2 separate regions of the Gossypium hirsutum genome follow, and region 1 is linked to region 2. A link is a contact called in public Hi-C data. All regions are on one chromosome and are shown on one strand. The core of a region is the stretch at or near the end of the contact, and the rest is flanking DNA. Distances in the headings are between cores, read along the strand shown. Region 1 holds the start of LOC107945719 (protein RALF-like 34). Region 2 holds the start of LOC107945717 (mitogen-activated protein kinase kinase kinase 20).

The links. A called contact is a pair of places that touch in the nucleus more often than the background predicts.
Region 1: a contact with region 2 is called in a Hi-C map of hypocotyl, with 3 times the contacts expected there. The contact joins the promoter of LOC107945719 here to the promoter of LOC107945717 in region 2. A contact is called at or near these places in 11 of 34 Hi-C or Micro-C datasets (callus, hypocotyl, leaf and 1 more).

What each region holds. Positions count from the first base shown.
Region 1 is chrD12:30,907,590-30,910,289 of Gossypium_hirsutum_v2.1, forward strand. It overlaps LOC107945719 (protein RALF-like 34), which reads right to left and starts at 1,359. Exons shown (of 1, transcript XM_016879819.2): 1 at 459-1,359. The coding sequence starts at 1,083. The coding sequence ends at 685.
Region 2 is chrD12:30,774,254-30,776,953 of Gossypium_hirsutum_v2.1, forward strand. It overlaps LOC107945717 (mitogen-activated protein kinase kinase kinase 20), which reads right to left and starts at 1,441. Exons shown (of 1, transcript XM_016879814.2): 1 at 1-1,441. The coding sequence starts at 1,333. The coding sequence ends at 281.

The DNA of each region.
Region 1 (2,700 bases), core at 109-2,608, 130 kb after region 2:
TTAATTTTAGCTTTTATTACTTATCTATAAATTTTTTATCATGCAACAATTTTTTATAATGATTAATATTTAAAAAATATAAATTATGTAACTGTGTAACATGATATAAAGAATCACAATATAATTACACTCTATTAATCAAATAAATTTAAAAAATTATTATTTTTTATAATTACAACCTAATGTATTTTTATTCAAATAGTTTGTACTGTCGATGTAAATGCCCAAGAGACAATGGGTAACAAAATTCTTAATTGTATTACGCCACGTAACAATGTTGATCACACTGAAAAAAGCAAAGGACTTGTTTTAAAATCTATATTAATTTATTAAAATTTATGTAAATGTAAATCTTATTTAGTATGTTTGTGACAGCAAAAAGTTACCCAAAAGTAGTAGTTTAACCAAAGTAGTTTTAAGTAATATATGAAACGATGAAATTCACAATGATATAGACATACGGTAACTACCATAACCATAACCTTAAAAGTATCTTAACCAAATCACACATCATAGGTTCATAATTACATTGCTAATCCACACATTAAACCAAGAAACAAAAACTCACAAAAATGGCAAAACCCGAAACCTCAACACTCAATTCCTCCATAGTTCTCACAAAATACACATTAAAATATTACAAACCCAAAGCATCCACTAAAAAGAAAAAGAAAAAAGAAAAACTCATCTCCTGCAGCGGGTAATCCTGGAGCATCCTCTAGAGTAAGGGTGGACTGATCCATGTGCCTTGAAACAGTTGTTGGTATAATAAGACCTTCCTGATCTTGGGGGACATGGGATTCTATTAGCAGAAAGCGCCGAGTACGAAATGTAATACCTCATTCTCGTCCAAAACAAGGATCTACGACTATGCCCAGTTTCCTCTTCACCATCTACCTCTTCTTCACCTTCATTGTCGTTTAAGTCACTGTAAAGTGACACAGAAAGCGGCCATTCCAAAGCATCTCTCATCAGCTTCAAGCTTGTCTCTTCAACTTGGGCATCCACTTTCGATCCCCACAACACAATGTAAGAGATGAAAAGGAGCAAAAGGAGCTTGCTGAGAAGTGAAGAAGAAGCCATTGTCAGTAACAAGTTGCTTGCAAGGAGAGTTTTGGATGAAGAAGAGAATAATTGAAGTGGTTTTCGTTTTGGGGTTCGGTTTAAGGGGACAGATGGGGTCACAATCAGCACAGAGATGATTGATTTACAGCTGTGCTTTCAATCGATGCCCTCCATTACCGCGTGCTTCGGTTCTTGAGCCAATCAAATGGAATTGATCGTGTTCTGTGTGGTAGCATTCCATGGTTTTAGATTGGCTTTTGCCGTTGATTTTGTGATGTTTGTGGGTGCATTATTGGCTCAATCAAGGTCGTTTATGTATTATGTTTATGATAGGGGGACATGGTGCACATGCGATGGAGGGGATGATGGAGATGGACGCGGCTGGCCGCTAGCCTGACGTGGTCGAACTACATTGGGCCCCTTGATTCTCTTTACAATTTTTTTCTCGAAATGTAATTTTGTTGCAATTAAAGGGTTAATCTTTAATTAGGCTTATAAGCATTTTTTTTAAATTAGGTAAATAGGTTTTTTTTAGATAGAAATAGAAATTACATTCAGTTGTGTGCGTTTTCCTTCGACGATCAAATCCACTATCTCTTTGAACATTGGTTGTGTAACGATAAAAAATTTAAAAGGGGCAATGATCATTCTTTTTACCGATAAATACGCCTCAAATTTATTTATTTTTCACTCATATTCTATTCTCTCAATTCTTATTTATTTTTCACTCATATTCTATTCTCTCAATTCTTTCTAATTTCCTAATTCTCTCAACTTTCTCAATTTTCTCAAGTTCTTGTTCTAAATTTTTCAATATTCTCGTTTAAAAATATTAGTTTTTTTTTAATTATTATGTATTTTATTCGTTCGGATTAAGTTTTCACGAATAGCAACCTTTCTAATTCGTTTCGATGACAATCACATTTCTGTCACTTAAGCAGTAATGGTAAGATGAAAATTTAATTTTCGTTATTTTCGATTAAGTTAAATTTAAATTATTTTTTTTCAATTGAAATATTTTTTATCATTATAAATAAACGGATGATCGTGTTTTGGAGGCGTTCATACATAATTTGACAAAGCCTCTGATCACTGAAATTTGTGGTTACTTGCAAGAGGCAGAATTCTTGCATACGTCTCATATGCTTGGGGGCTACAAACTCGATCCTAGACTCATCAGCGCGTTGGTGGAAAGATGGAGGCCCAAGACACACACTTTCCATCTTCCATGTGGCGAGTGTACAATCACACTAGAGGACGTGGTGTTACAATTCAGTCTACCGATGGATGGGTCAGTCGTCACGGGAGCAACGGTCGTTCCTGGTAAAGAGGATCCCTGCACTGCATTATTGGGGAAGGTCCTGAACAAGTTTGATGGTGACCGGATATCGATGAATTAGTTGGCGAAAAATTTCGATAAGCTTCCTCTACACGCGACTGAGGTTGTCAAAGAATAATACGCCCAAGCATTCATCCTTCAATTAATCAAGGGCATTTTAATGCCCGACAAATCTCGAAATTTGGTACACATAAGGTGGCTATTACACTTAGTAGACTTCAAAGAATGTAGACAAATGAGTTGGGGATCAACCGTGTTGGGCACATTGTACCGAGAGTTGTGTCGGGCTATAACAT
Region 2 (2,700 bases), core at 191-2,690:
TTGAAACTACAAGTCTTAAAAGCTTTGGATTACTCAAGTCAATTGTTAAAATTTCAAACCTCAAAAATGCTGTCGATGAACAATTTACCCATAAAATTCTTTACAACTCGGGTTGGCCTATACAAAATATTTGGCTATTTGTGTAGCCAATCGCAACTCTTCTTCATCAGCAAAAAGATTAAAAAAAAATGTCAGTCAAATCTCTGTTTTCTTCCTCTAATCATTTACAATAAAGATCACCACCAATTGGATCAAGGCCGTCAGATTTGATTAAGGATAATTAAACAACTTTTCTCACGGTGATCCAGCTCTCTGAAACTAACCAACTGGGTGCCTCATCACAAGCCAATTCACGAATCCGATCCGAAGTTGATAAACTGTGACTGGAAAACGAATACCCGATCCTTGAATTTTCTTGGAAAATCGATTGAGAAGAAGCTGTTGATTGAGTTGAAACCCAGTCTGGGAAATCGAAATGGCATCTCGGTGATTCTGAAAGTTCATCAAAATAACAATTTGGAGACGTTGATTCTTCTTCTTCACCAGCCATTAAAGGATGATGGAGGAGCATCTCAGCCGTCCATCTGTTGTCGGGATCCTTAACGAAGCATTTTCCAAGAAAATCTTTTCCTTCCTCCGATAACTCTTGAGGGATTCCGGGCAATTCATCACCAACCCCAATTCGAATCAACAAAGCAGCCAGGTTGGTTCCTGGTTTGAAATTCCAGGCTGGTTTCCCAGTAAACATCTCAACAATGGCGCATCCAAGTGCCCATATATCCACTGCTGAATCATAATCGTTTCCATTAACAGACTCTGGTGCGATATTCAAAGGAGTTCCCCTGATTTCCATCCTCCCCTGTTTTTCTCCTCTTCTCTTTGCTAATCCAAAATCAGCTATCTTCACATCGCCATTCCCAAACAAAAGAATATTTTGAAGCTTAATATCACAGTGAGCGAACCCTTTGGCGTGAACGAAGCTTAGCCCTCTAAGTATGGACCTAACGTATCTTCTAACATCGGGTTCCGTCAAGTTTCCACCATTTCTCTTGACCTGATCGGCCAAGCTTCCTTTCTGAGCGTACTCCAAGAACAGATTATAAACCTTCTCCCCATTCTCAACAGTGTAATCGTCACCAAAGCAACGGATGATTTGCGGGCAAAAACCAAGTTGATCAAACACTTCCTTCTCGTTCTTGAGAGAAACAGAGTCGATGGTTGCACAAGACTTAACAGCCATTAAAGGATATTTTGGAAAATATTTTCCAGGAGCCACCAAATTCACAGTGCCGAAACTTCCACATCCAATCCTATCCCCGCGAACCCACTCCATTTGAACCTCAGTTTTCCCAGTTTGGGTTTAGGAAGAATGGAAGGATGTTTTGTTTCTTTGAGAGAAAGAAAGGAATGCAAATTAAGGGTACGCAGGGCATTATGGTGGCGCAATGTCTTTTTATATATATACACTACCACTAGGAGAAGGATTTAAAAAAAAAAAAATTAGAGGGTTTATTAATTAAGTACGAGTTTTCATTTTCTTATAATTAATGCACGTGATGTTTTTTTTTCTTCTTCTTTAATTTGATTTCCCAAATTTTGAATATGAAAAAATAGCTTAACCCCGGTCTTTAAAACATGGTTGATGTGGAGAATCCATAAATCTTTTTTTACTAACTACGTGGATCCCCAACTATTGTTTCTTACAAAATTTTAAGGGTAAATTACACCAACAATCTCTTAACTTTGAGATACCTGAGAAAACAGTTACTCTAGTTTCAATTCAGTCACTCAACTTTTGAAAAATGACAAAACAGTTATTATCATTACAGACGTAACAGAAAGCTGAGGTGGCCTGTTAACTTGCCATGTTGGCATCCCAAGTGGAAACGACGAAAAAGAAAAAGAAAAAACCACATCTGAAAAAGGAAAACAGTGGGGAAGCAAAATATGAAATGGGAGACCCAGATCTGAAAGCTTTACACCATTTCGTTAACTTGTAGTATTTGGCTAGAACAAAAAAGAAAAAAAAATAGTGGGGAAGCAAACAATGAAAGGAAAGACCCAGATCTGAAAGCTCTTTTTTTCTTCTTTGTGTTGAGTGTTTTTCTTTTTCACCTTACTTGTTTCTTACGCAGAAAAGAAAGGAGAAGACAATAAAAAGAAATTGAAACCAAAATTAAGATTTAGAAAATGGTAAAATACTAAAAACCCATATCTTTCTCTCTTTCTCCCGCTTTATTCTTCTTATTGTCCTCCAATCTTTGTTTTTTGTTCTAGTTACTTATGTATTGTTATTGACCAAAATTAGGCAGAGAAGGCTTTTTATTTATTTTTGGTGATTTAGTATTTCATAAATCTGTGGGACAAAGTTTAACCTTGGAAAAATTAGTGAAGTATATATTTGGTTGTGCAAGTGTTGGGGGAGGTTGAAATTTATCCACAACAACATCAATTAAGGGAAGAAGAAGAAGAATATTGGGGAAAAAATATTAACCCATTTTAATGGTGGTGCAAGTGGTGGTGGCTGGAGCACTTGTCCTTGGTGCTGTTAGTTTGTTTGTAGGGTCATTAGAGACTTTGAGAGGGATTTTACAGTCTCTTCTTCTTCTGTTATTAGGGTTTTTTTTTTCAATTTCTTCTTAAATTGGGTGGGTTTTCACTGTGGACATCCAACATGGCTAGTTAACTAGCCACGTTAGC